Linked DNA regions of Triticum aestivum: region 1 is linked to region 2. Evidence: chromatin contacts called from public Hi-C data. All regions are on one chromosome and are shown on one strand. Each heading gives the region's core, a stretch centred on a gene start, on an enhancer-like site or on the middle of the called end of the contact. The rest is flanking DNA. Distances are from core to core; before and after follow the strand shown. Region 1 holds the start of LOC123060666 (signaling peptide TAXIMIN 1). Region 2 holds the start of LOC123060663 (aarF domain-containing protein kinase 1).

Evidence for each region. A called contact is a pair of places that touch in the nucleus more often than the background predicts.
Region 1: a Hi-C map of leaf shows a contact between it and region 2, with 9 times the contacts expected there. The contact joins the promoter of LOC123060666 here to the promoter of LOC123060663 in region 2. A contact is called at or near these places in 2 of 5 Hi-C or Micro-C datasets (leaf and an unstated tissue).

What each region holds. Positions count from the first base shown.
Region 1 is chr3A:130,929,191-130,935,489 of IWGSC CS RefSeq v2.1, forward strand. It overlaps LOC123060666 (signaling peptide TAXIMIN 1), which reads left to right and starts at 4,043. Exons shown (of 2, transcript XM_044483471.1): 1 at 4,043-4,636; 2 at 4,724-5,163. The coding sequence starts at 4,503. The coding sequence ends at 4,847. LOC123060665 reads left to right here and starts at 422. Exons shown (of 8, transcript XM_044483470.1): 1 at 422-893; 2 at 984-1,225; 3 at 1,388-1,484; 4 at 1,647-1,830; 5 at 1,914-1,995; 6 at 2,081-2,126; 7 at 2,194-2,286; 8 at 3,347-3,723. The coding sequence starts at 513. The coding sequence ends at 2,256. It overlaps LOC123060664 (transcription factor GTE3, chloroplastic), which reads left to right. Exons shown (of 5, transcript XM_044483466.1): 5 at 1-64.
Region 2 is chr3A:130,716,413-130,723,399 of IWGSC CS RefSeq v2.1, forward strand. It overlaps LOC123060663 (aarF domain-containing protein kinase 1), which reads right to left and starts at 2,795. Exons shown (of 16, transcript XM_044483464.1): 1 at 2,415-2,795; 2 at 2,266-2,335; 3 at 1,423-1,563; 4 at 1,256-1,326; 5 at 412-505. The coding sequence starts at 2,662.

The DNA.
Region 1 (6,299 bases), core at 2,793-5,292, 210 kb after region 2:
CTGATTGTTCTAAAGATCTCTACACGCTCGTTTGAGCTGTAACATTAAACATTTTTTACCTCAATAATGGAGGCAATCTGGAGGTTCACTTGGCAGTAAAAAAGTACTCGTAATTAGTACAGTCGTTTCACTTCTCAGTTCTCTAAACTTCACTGATGCTAGTGGTCAAGTGATCTAGTAAATGGTTCTTACTTTTCTTGCTGGTGGTTCTTTGCATCTCTATCTCTCAACATTACCCGTTCAGGACCTGATCTCATGGTTCTCATTTGGTGATTGTGCCCACACCGTAAAACATTCCAATTGTTTTTACTTTTATTTTTGAGGGGCTTCCATTTTTTTTCTACTTTGTGTGGTGAATAAGCTGTGCTATGCAAACCAATTTTTAGTTTTTCTCCCTGCAAAAAATGGTCCTAGCCTTTGACCTGGCCTTTGTCGTTCATCCGTCTCATTATCCTAGCCGTGAACCTCCCACCCCACACCTCTCCAAAGCTCAAAACTGCTCCGCCGGCCAAATGGTCCCGCTTCGGCGCCTTCCGGCGCTGCCGCTAACGCGTGGCTCCACGCGCCGCCGCCTCCTCGCCACCGGGGCCTCACCGCTCCCATGGCCGGGCCTTCACACCTGGCGCCGGGCCCCTCCCAGCGACCTCCGCTCGTGGGGCCCCAGCGGCCCCTGCGCCCCGAACACGGACGAGGCGGGCGCGCCAGAAGCCGGCGCCGGAGCCGGCCACGGCTCGTCGCTGGCCGAGATGGGCGCCCTCGTGCTGTCCACCGCCGCCCCCCTCGGCAAGGCGCACCTCACCCACGCCGCCTTCTCCCGGTGGGCGGCAGGCGGGCTCCCCGTGGGCCTTGCGCGGGCCCCCGACCACCCCGCCAGGCCGGAAAAGCCCCTCGCGGTAAATGCTCATCCACCATCCTCCTGTTGCTCTCTTCGTCGAGGCATTTGATCGAGCAGGTTTGGCTGTGTGGTGCTCTTGCTGCTGCAGGTGACTCAGAAGGAGGTCCCCACGCACAAGGCGATGGGGGTGCCGCTAAACGCGTACATGCTCCACAACCTGGCGCACGTGGAGCTCAATGCCATCGACCTTGCCTGGGATACTGTGGTGCGGTTCTCGCCGCTCCGGGACACCCTGGGAGATGGCTTCTTTGCCGATTTTGCGCGTGTGGCCGACGACGAGAGCCGGCATTTTCGGTGGTATTCACAGCGGCTTGCCGAGCTTGGGTTCAGGTGAGTGGCACAAAGAATGCGGCAGTGTGGATGTTGAATCGATGCGAAATCTCTGTCCACTGGTTGTTCTGCCTGTTGTCAACTTGTCATACATTGGCGGTGATAGTTTCCTTTATGACCTATGTCAGATTGTTGTAAGTTTGTAACAGTTTCTGTGGACAGATATGGCGATATGCCTGTCCACAATCTTCTGTGGAGGGAGTGTGCAAAATCCTCAAGTGATGTTTCTGCACGGATGGCTGTTATACCTCTAGTACAGGTGCCAGATCATCTTCTTCTCTGCGATACTGTAAAAAATACATTGTTTATGACCTGCTCGGTTTGAACCATGAGTTTCCAAATCTTTTTAGATGACAGTAGTTGGTGAATAATTTTGATTTACTAGACTTGACCGATATGTTGATGATTAGAACCTTAATAGGAAGCTAGAGGCCTTGATGCTGGACCAAGACTAGTCCAGAAGTTAATTGGCTTTGCGGATCATAGATCTGCCGACATTGTGGCAAAAGTAGCAGAGGAAGAGCTTGCACATGTTTCTGTAGGTTTATATTGGTTCCTGAAAGTATGCGAAATGATGGGCCGTGTCCCTGGTGCTGCTTTTAGAGGTTAGGCTGGTTCTTTATGATCCACTAAATACAATTTCATGAAATTATGTTGATTAATGGATTGTTTCTCTGTAACATTCCAGACTTGATAAAGGAGCATGATGTTGTAATGAGGGGTCCATTTAATTACCAATCTCGTGATGAAGCTGGTATACCTCGAGAATGGTAAGCTTTGACTATACTGTGACTATGAATCTAGAAGTATTGCATGTATATATGAATAGGTTATATTGTTGATGCTGTTATTCAGGTACGATGAGACGCTTAAACCTGAAGTTGCAAGCAACCTTTCAGAGGTGAGGGACTATCTATTGTTTATCCAGTGTGTTTTGATGTATCTAACTTGTGGCGTGTACCTCACAGGTGCATGATAGGCTAGCATGTGTTGTTGAGATGGAGAGAGAGAATGCTAGTTTGAATGGCTAAGTCTCACATGACGAATACATGAGAGACTTGGTACGTACGACGCAGATATTCTAGCACACTGATACTTTTTTCTTGGTTTATTTTGATGCCAACCACCACCAAACTGCTTTCATCCCTTGTCTATATTCTACTTATTGGACCTTTCCAGTTTGACATACATGATCACATCTATTATGTCGTATTATCATTATGGAAAAGATAAGATTTTTTTTTGTTATGCTAGTATGCATCAGCTGATTCAGCTATATGTGCACTTCGAATGATTGTAGGAAAGAAAAACACCGAGTGTTCAAGTTGTTGACAGTGGGGTCCTGCCTGCCAGTCGGCTTCACAAGCCAAGGATTAGGGACGCACAAAGTTTCCTTAGCCTCAAAGTTTTTGATGGGCAAGCACCCATAATTAGGAATGCAAGTTGGGCAGGGGTACCCCCTAAGCCATCCTAGTTATTTTGCTTCACAACTAACACGAGGATTATGGACAGCAATTAGCAGGAAATGAACCACCAATTGAATGAAATGGATGGATGTATTGATTGACCCACCTGCATCACTTTGCCAGAATAGCCATCCTGATAAATTTACAGTCTAGTATATACCTGCTCAAATGTCATGAACAAAAAGGACCTGAACATTCTTTTTTCTGCATGTGTATAAGTGTATTCCACAACACGCAAGGCCTCATGTAGTTGGCTTCATTCTCAAATGGGACGCGCTTCTGGTGCCCTTTGATCAGTTAACTAAAGTAAGAAAGCATTTGCAGTAGGTAGCCCTCTATTTTTTTCGGGGTAAAAATAGAAAGCATCGGCTCAATATCATTGCAGTGGTGTAAATTGGTGAATACCATCCAATGTAAGGATGGCATGTGGGGCCTGAGGCCACATGTTAGTGTCAATCCTGGACGCTATTCTCTTGCGTGATCGAGCAATATTGCCCTTTAAAGTAAGCTTCTGGTACCAGGATGAACACAAATCCGGTTTGTTGTTTCCTTGTCACGTACACTTCTGTTTCTCCATCCAATGGGTTGATGGCACGGCACAGAGTTTAACAAATTACGTAGATTTCTGCTGCTAAACACCAATTTTCTTCTCCAGCTCAAACATGGTGATTCAGTTGCGTATTTACTACTTTCATGAATGCTTAGGCTAGCTGTAGTGGCGTTTGCCAAGTTGCTGCCCCAAGGCAAAGCGGATGCAGAAACGCCTCAGTTTTGCACAGTCCGCGCCCTGTACAGAAGTCATCAAGTCAAGTCTCTTACCGGCTGGGGGCATAATTTGCTGCTGGGAGCGAGGTGCTGTTGGCCTGAGCTGCAAGAGCTGGAGAACGATGGACAACATATGGTAACCAGTTCATGTCAGTCACAGTTCAGGGGAAAGCCAAACGTTTCACGTTATGTGATGTATCGGCGGACGTGTGTCACAGTTGACCACGATGCTATTTTTAAATCAATGAATATAAAATGTGTTGATCCGATCGGCCGATCGCTTGTCATCCTGAAAGTTGAAGCTTCACAGTTCTGAAATTCTGTCTCACTGAGCTTTCCTCTGCCATTTTGTAGTGTTCCGATGTTGTCAGCGAGCATTTTGAGTTTGTTGAGTTTCTTTCTGGAAAGGAGGTGGAATTATCGGGTTGGAATGATCTGGCCAGCGGTGTGTACCGGCTGCCGGCTGTAGGCTCCCAACGGGCACGTGGGAGCCGGTGGCGCGGCCGCCACAGGCTATCGTTCGCCGCCCACTTCCAACTCCGCCTACCGTGTCCAATGTCCCCAGACTAAACCGACCCGGTGTCGCGCCGGCACGCGTCCCCGGTCGCCGGCGGCGTCACGCATCCCCAAAAACAGAACCGCCGCACCGGTCAAACACTGACGTCGCACCAACACATCTCGTCCGGGCCGGTGCAGCTGCCCACGGGTCCTTCCGGGCAGCTTCCCGCGTCATCTCGGCCGTTCGTTTGCGTACCGACGGCCCGGGATCGCCCTTGCCGGATTTCCTCGCTGCCGCCTGCCCACCGCAGCGCATTATTGCCAGCCTTGCCGCACGCGGATAAATCAAACTCGCCGCGCCGGAAAGCGACCGCAGAGCCGGCCCGTCTCCTCTCCTCCTCGATATATGACCACCAGCACTGTGTTTCCCACGCCTAACCACTCCGACGCGTGACAGCCGCCGGCGCCGATCTGACCAGCCTCCCTCCGCCTGCCTCGCACGCGCGCCGGGGAAAGGGAAAGGGAAAGGGAGAGAGGATCAGAGGAAGATGTGCTGCTGTTGCGGCGGCGGCGACCGCGACCACGACCACGGCTGCCGGCCGCTCGGGTTCCTGCTCGGCCTGCCCTTCGCGCTCCTCGCCGTCCTCGTCTCCATCGTCGGCGCCATCATCTGGATCATCGGGTACGTTTCCTCCTCCTCCTCCTCGTTCTGCGAATTTGCCACCACCAACCTGGCTGTTGGTCTGACGTGATCCGCTGGTGCGAGCAGGCTGCCCATCTCGTGCATCTGCCCGTGCTGCCTGTGCGTGACGCTGCTGCTGGAGGCGGCGGTGGAGCTCGTCAAGGCGCCGCTGCACGTCATGACGTGGTTCACCTCCAAGATACCCTGCTGATTCCGCGGTGACCAGGGGCCGCTCGCTCGCCCCCTCGCTCATGGCTTAGTCGTCGCTGCACATGCCCGCAGATTCTTGTTGTTTTTTCCCACCTGGAAACATATATGTTCGCGGATTGATTGGTGTATATTCGTACCGTGGCTGATGATTCCTGCTCGTTTCCCCCTCTGGTTCGATCGTTTCTGTGATCCCTTCCGGATGTTTGGTGATTGTGACTTTACTTTTCGCGACTGTTAGCGACTGCATGTAGTTCTGTTTCCGTCAGTTTCTTCGGCTGTTGGTTATTCACTTATTTGTCAGCGATTGCTATGGACGATGTCTACCGTGTGCTCTTGTTGATTAGGCTTGTATACAATGCAAGTCTGTTAGGGAAGATGCTTAGAAAAATAAATCAGTATTTCTTTAAGCACGGGTGCTTATTGTAGACGCTTAATCAAGCGTCTCTCCTATGAAAATAGACCATGGTGTTTCAGAAAAATTCAGTTTATTTTTCTAAACACCTTCTTAAACACTTAGCATTGTACAAGATCTTAGGGCAACTCCACCGCCGACCTGCAAATCTCCTCAATCCGTGGATACGGATTGGGAGGCGGCCATCCAACGTTGTCTGCATGCATTTAAAGCCGGGTTTCAATTTAGCGGGTGAAATTCATGCAAACCAGCTAATATTCATCAATGTTGAGAAAGAAAATAGCACTATCATCCATACATAGCATGCAAATAAGTTTGACGTTCAACAAGTTCTTCGGCAGATCTTGTTGTCCCATACATACTGTCCCTTTAGCTTCATCCAATTTTTCGGCGGATCTTGTTGTCCCACACATACTGTCCCTTTAACTTCATCCAACGGTATGTGCACATAAATGGACGTTCCTCTGTCATGTGGTACATCATGGCAGCACGTACGGACGGGCTACACAATGTGTAGAGCAACATTGAGTGAATGAATGATTCAATCAATCAACAAGTTGAGGAAGAAGAAGCAAAACTTATGATCTGCTCCTCTGCCGCGTGCAATGGCCACCTTGCCTCTACCAGTGGCGGAGCCAGGACAGAGGCACGCCCCAGGCCACCTTCGGAGCTACAATATCTACAGTGATCAATAGTAGTAGGTATTTTATGAACAGTCAACTAAGGAATTGGCAGCTACACCCCAGGCCAAGGCCCCTGTTGCCTGTTGCTGGCTCCACCACTGCCTCTAGCTGAACAACTACGTGACAAAACTTGGTAACGATGTTGGTGCTGGAGCAGAGGGTGGACAGAGTTCTCGTAAAAGGCAAGCGGGCGCGTCGGTGCTGGTTGCAAACGTCCGGGAATGCCAGTGTGGCGGCCAAAGAGGTACAATTGCCGAGGTGGAGGTGGAGGTTGCAGATGCAAAACAAGGGGGAGAACTGACAAAGTGGAAGAAAATGAGAGCGGGAAGGCGGATTCAGTGGGCCTGGGGTGTCAGAG
Region 2 (6,987 bases), core at 1,545-4,044:
GTGAGAAGCTATTAATTATTTAGCTGTCCTCGCAGCAATTTGATGTTCAGAGTTTCGTACAGGTCCACACGCCTAAATATGGTAGATGCCTCACCAAGAAAGAAATCCTACTGGCGGACAAAAACGTGGCAGGTTCATGCACAAGCTAGAACTCTGGATGGTGGATATCTTGCCCAAATGCTATGTCTCTACTTATTTACTATTGGAACCATGAGAATTACAGTGTGATGATGTCTTTCTGGACATACTTCACCTATTTACATAAATGTTATTTCATGTGGACGACAGGGCATTACACTGAACTTCTTTTGGAAGGAAAATACACCAATTTTAGGACCTAAAATAAACTACACATTTCAAACAAACAAAAAAAAGAACAGGAAAGAGGTGCAGTGTTAACAGTAATCTAACCTTTACAGCTACTTCCTGATTATTATTCAACCGACCTCGATGAACCTGAGCAATTGATGCAGCAGCGATCGGATGTTCATCAAATTCCAGGAATCTGGTACTCACATATTAATATTTAAACATTTTTTGTAAAAGATTAAGTGACAAATAAACAGAACATGTCAGTCAAACATGAGCTAGAGCTAGTAAAACTGACGCAAGCTCTCGGTTATCATTGTAAGCCCAGGGGATATCTAGATTATACAAATACACAAGCTTATCCTCCGTATGGACGGTTCGCTAAAATCAACATCACTAGTTTGAACACGACCAAATTGGCCGACTGCACTATATAAATTCAGTGCATTTTGTAGTCATCAAATAATGCAAATGGCACGAAGATGATGCTAACAGTAAACTAATGTTAACACTAGGCAAACTCATCACTGTCTAAGCATCTAAATTATGATTGTACACAAGTTAGAAACAAGCACTTAACACAGGCTGGACAAAAGATAGTAAGTGAACTGTAGAGCTCACAGCATGGCCAGATTCAAAAGAAGCAAATCACACAGTGGCAAATACAAGCACATTCTATCCTGATTACAGAGACCCACAACAGAGTAGCCAACTAGTCATCCCATGTTACATTGAAAGGATGTGAAACCCTTTCCGCTCAAGTGCGTTTTCAGCTATGCATAATGCATATATAAGTTCTTGAGCCTGCATAATCATTCTAAATAGACGACTGAATTACAATGTGAGCAAATACAACATTTTTTCTTCTGAAATAGAACAGATTACAACGCACTTTCCAATGATCACAGCACTGATGATTAAAAAAGCATGAAATTTCAATACTTACATGTCATGTAAATCCTTGCCAAAATTTTGTTCAATCACTATTTTGATATCTTGATATTTGCATGGAGTTGCCTGAGTTATTATAAAAATGAAAATGTAAAAGTGAATATTTCTGTATATATATATGACCTTACACCAACAGCAGGGTAGGTAGAAGTTATAGCAAACCTGATCCTGCAGGCAGGAGAGAGTAGATATGTACTCCTTTGGTACTTGTCTTAGTGATGAAACAAACTGACCAGCTTTTACATAAAATCCTCTGTTCACTTTACATAGTCTAAGTAGCTTTTTTGCTGACCTCAAGTGAACCTACAACAGGCAAGGAAAATACAGTACAGCATGTAACTCTGATCTGACAAAACTCGAGTTCTAGAATACATGGTCTACTCATATAGGGCATCAGAGCATCATATTGTGCAAATTGATTTCCAAAAAATGAGTGAAAAAGGGAAGAGGTCTACACATCTAGCAAAATACTGGATGTAATTACACGTTTGCATAAGAGAACACTAAAATTATGTCATGATAGCTCATCCAAAACCAAGGGAAAATAGGCCATGACATTTGAAATGACCCATAGCCACTCATGATGTCGTCTCAAATAGGTAAGGAGTGCATCCAAATTCATTAGATGCGGGTATCTAGCACAATTAAGCGGCAACATATACTTTGCCCACAAAACCATCTTAAGTCACCCCCCTCTCCCAACCAAGAGTAACATTCATATGGCGAATTGCTAGTCCAAAGTATTATGTCGTATCAAAATGAAACGGAGTCCTGTTCTGAACAATACAACCAGAAATCTCTGGCCGGGCCGCTGTAACCTACAGTACCATCTAGCGCAAACTTGCCAATCCTGAATCACTTTCTTAGTTTCTTTTGCTAAGAACATCACAGCACGAGAACCAACAAACGAAATTGCACATGCCCTTCGCCTGTAAGGCTGTAACAAGCTTGCACGCAAGCGGCACACCACCATCCCGTGCAGAATACATACCTCGGAGAGCTTACCCCGGTAATCTGCCGACCCAGGAACCAGCCCCCGCAGCGAGTATTTGTAGTCCAGGACCACGAAGCCAATCTGAAGCAACCAGTCAATCGGCAAAAGTGAGCATGGGCAGCCACTGTCAGTTCCAGAGCAGACGTGGCATTTCGCAAACCGTGTAAATGGCGCGGGAGGAGCGGGCGACGCCGTGGAGCGTGGAGGGAGCGCCGAGGCCGTCGGTGGAAGGGGAGGCGGTGGACGTGGCCGCCAGCGCCGCGCCCGCCGCGGCCGCGAGGAGGAGCGGGGCGCGGCGGCGGCGGAGCATTTGGGCGTGCAGTAGGGGGTTATTATGGGTTTGCCCCTTTGGGCGGGTAGCTTGGATTCGAGGACGTTGGAAAAGGAGGAGACCCAGGTCAGGGGCATCCGGAGCGTTTTGGATCCAATTCCAAGCTGCTCTGGTGAGGTCAGAGCAGCTCAGAATCGGCACATCCGTGTATATACTCGGTAGAACGTGGGTCTTCAAAATTTGACGTCGTAGGTTCAAATCCCACAGAGCAAATTGATTATACGACACATTTTTCCTCGGACTTTGATCTGATGACACATCTTTCTTTTAATTTGATTAGATGGCACACCTTTGATTGAGAGCTAGATTAAAGGCAGGTGATACCCGTAGCCATCCGATTGGTGCATGGATAACCGTTCGATGCAGCTGCTGTTTCAGTCAACGCACGCCCCTATGACGGATTCTGCATCTAGTCGCTCGATTCCGCATCTCGTTGGCCGCACGCGCTTGCCGGTCGCCATGGTCACCAGTCGTCCTGGTTGCCGGTCGCCACACCCGTCGCCTGTATTTGCGGCTGACTCAACGCATGCAACAGCTGCGGTTTGCGGTTGCAGCTCCGGTGGCGACGGCCGCAGCTCGCCGGCGTGCTCGCCGGCGTGCTCGCCGTCGTCCGCTTGGTCCGATCCAGACCGTTTAGGCCTTATCTTCTTCCCCCAGCGAAAACGATTCTCCCAGCGAAGCTTTCCTTCCCACGCACATGGAAGCACAGCAAAAAGAGTGGAGGTTGTGGTTGTACGTGATCCGTCATCATCGCTGTTGTAGGAAGCACCGTCCAGCAGCTCCACCTTCCAAAAAAATGTTTGCAGCTCCACCTCCAATGACGAGCCAACGTCAGAGCAAACGTCAACGCCGGTGATAGAAAAAGACGACGATGGATGCAACAAAAATGTTGTCGCCATCGCAGCTCAGGGCGTCGTCATCACTCATGAATGGTTGCAGCAAAACTTCACGTCGATCATAGCAAAAAGGACGATGGATGCAGCAAAACTTCGTCACCGTCGCCGGGGGTCGCAGCTAAGTCATAAAAAATGGATGTAGCAAATTTGCTTGCCGGTTGTCGCACTATTGGTCGCCGGTCGTAGCACATTTGGGCATCGCTGGGCCATGGCCGGGGAGTGGTCGCTGGTTCTAGCAAAACTCGAAAAGCCGGTTATAGCAAAACTAAGCGCTGGTTCCAGCAAAACTCAAATACAGTGGTAGCAGAAATGTGTTGGTTCCAACAAAAACAGAAAAACGATGGTAACAAGAATGGATACTAGTTCCAGCAAAAAATCAACCCGGTGGTAGCCAAAAAAAATGTTGTTTCCAGCAACAACAAAAGATCCACGGCCAGGGGAGCGGCCTCCTGTCACAGGCTCACAACACCGTAGTATTGCGCGTTGCCGGCCATGGATGCAGCTCCGACCATGGAAGCAACTTCGCCGGCCCTGGATGCAGCTCCGACCATGGACGCAACTTCGTCGTCCATGCCCGTTGTAGCTCCGGGCACCACGGAGCAAATAGGAAATGCAGTTGATAGCGGGGAAATCGAGTGGAGGACACTGGCTCGGGGGTCGGCTTCGGGGGTGCTCACCAGAGAAGAAGAGGGGGGCTCGCTGGAGGAGATCGCCGGGTCAGACTTCCATGGCAGCTGGGGGAGGTTAGGAGAAAAGAAAAGGGATCCAGGAAAAGGGAAGGAGAAGGACGCAGGGGACGGGGAAAGAGATAACGTGGTGGGCCCTCCCTATTTGATTAGTTGTAACCAGCACGCATGGATGAGACCGGCCGAAGCGTTCGGCCGGCTCATTGTACTCAAGCGTTTCCCTAGATTAAATGACACAAATCATGTTTTCTCTCCTTTTCTAGGTATGGGCCCCTACATCATATTTTATAGGACGATTTCACCCCTAGCCGTCTCACCTGGCTCGATAGCTGGTTGGATCGATCGTTCCTGGAAGAGCCCAAACACGCCACGATCAGTACATGCATGCAGGCGTACATATAGGGCGTGTTTGTTTGCCGTGCGCTACAGTACTCGCATTGCATACACTTCTCCACCCAACTTGACTATGCAAATCCAGCTTCAAATGCACCATCTGCATGTTGTTTGGTTGCCTGCATGGACAGAACCACACTGCCTGGTGTTTGGTTGCCTGCATGTTGGTGGACAAACCCAAAGCATGGTGTTTGGTTGTATGCAACGCCTGATGTGTGGTAACCTCTTGGCTAGTTGGTGAGGTTACCACCACACTTCGGCAGCACACATCATAAGCACAACAGAGTATAAACAGAGCATCAACTAGCATAATTCAGATATAAGCAGTACCACACTTCATAACAATTCAACTCATAAACCATAAACATGTTCAAAGCAGACTCGATAGTACGCTGGAAAGAGGTGGCCCGGCCCTACTCCTTGGCGGCGAAGGCTTCGTCGTGCTTCCCGCACTTGTTGACGACCTCAAAGCCATCCTCGTCGAAGATGATGACCTTGAGGGTGTCGGGAGTCAGGAGCTTGAACGTCACCATGTAGCCGATCTTGATCTGATGAACGGCTTCGTAGGTGGCCCAACCCTGATCCAGGGTCACCCTGTCATTCATCAACTTGACCGTCACCTTCCAGGAGCAGTCGGTGTTGTTCCTAAGCTTGAACTCCGTCGGCACTGCGACGAAGTGCTTGGTGAAGTCCAGGGGCATGGGGATGCACTCAAGTTTCGGTGCAAGGATAACCTTGCAGAAGTGAGTTGGGCCATCCTCCTGATGATAGTGCTCGTAGTTGCGGCTCTTGTTGCTGGGGGCTCCTCCATGCCCTCGTCGTCGCCACCCTCAGGTGTCTTCGGGTCTTCCTCGGCGGTGGGCGGCAGCACAACCTCGTCTGGCATTGGGTGAAGGGGCTGCTTGCCCTTGTTGTCAAGGGTTGGGAGCACCTCTGTTCCATCTCATTACTCTCCTCGATCTGCACACAATTCATGGAGTCAAGCACAGCACGAAGTTCATGGCTAATTGAAGAGCATGTAGTTAAAACAGCATGACTGTCACTCTTCTCCTCCTCTGCACCCCCCTATATTTACTCGCCCTGCCCACCACTACTTACCCACCCCCTGTCTTCTCTCACTGTTGATACGTCTCCAATGTATCTATAATTTTTGATTATTCCATGCTATTATATCATCAACCTTGGATGTTTTATATGCATTTATATGCTATTTTATATGATTTTTTGGACTAACCTAATAACCTAGAGCCCAGTGTCGGTTTCTGTTTTTTCCTTGTTTTTGAGTTTTACAGGAAAGGAAAATCAAACGGAGTCCAATTGACCTGAAACTTCACGGAACTTATTTTTGGACTAGAAGAAGGCCATGGAGTAAAAGAGTTGGGCCAGAAGAGTTCCAGGCTGCCCACGAGGGTGGGGGCGCGCCCACCCCCTGGGCGCGCCTCCCTACCTCGTGGACAGTCTGGAGACCCCCTGACTTGTTCTCGACGCCAAAACCTCTTATATATACTAAAACCTCCAGAACATAACCTAGATCGGGAGTTCCACCGCCGCAAGCCTCTTTAGCCACCAAAAACCAATCTAGACCCGTTCTGGCACCCTGCCGGAGGGGCAAATCCCTCTCCGGTGGCCATCTTCATCATCCCGGCGCTCTCCATGACGAGGAGGGAGTATTTCTCCCTCGGGGCTGAGGGTATGTACCAGTAGCTATGTGCTTGATCTCTCTCTCTCTCTCTCTCTCGTGTTCTTGATTCAGAATGATCTTGATGTATCACGAGCTTTGCTATTATAGTTGGATCTTATGATGTTTCTCCCCCTCTACTATCTTGTGATGAATTGAGTTTTCCCTTTGAAGTTATCTTATCGGATTGAGTCTTTAAGGATTTGAGAACACTTGATGTATGTCTTGCATGTGCTTATCTGTGGTGACAATGGGATATCACGCGATCCACCTGATGTATGTTTTGGTGATCAACTTGCGAGTTCTGTGACCTCGTGAACTTATGCATAGGGGTTGGCACACGTTTTCGTCTTGACTCTTTGGTAGAAACTTTGGGGCACTCTTTGAAGTACTTTGTGTTGGTTTGAATAGATGAATCTGAGATTGTGTGATGCATATCGTATAATCATACCCACGGATACTTGAGATGACATTGGAGTATCTAGGTGACATTAGGGTTTTGGTTGATTTGTGTCTTAAGGTGTTATTCTAGTATGAACTTTATGATAGATTGAACGGAAAGAATAGCTTCGTGTTATTTTACTACGGACTCTTGAATAGATCGACCAGAAAGGATAACTTTGAGGTGGTTTCGTACCCTACAATAATCTCTTCGTTTGTTCTCCGGTATTAGTGACTTTGGAGTGACTCTTTGTTGCATGCTGAGGGATAGTTATATGATCCAAATATGTTATTATTGTTTAGAGAAT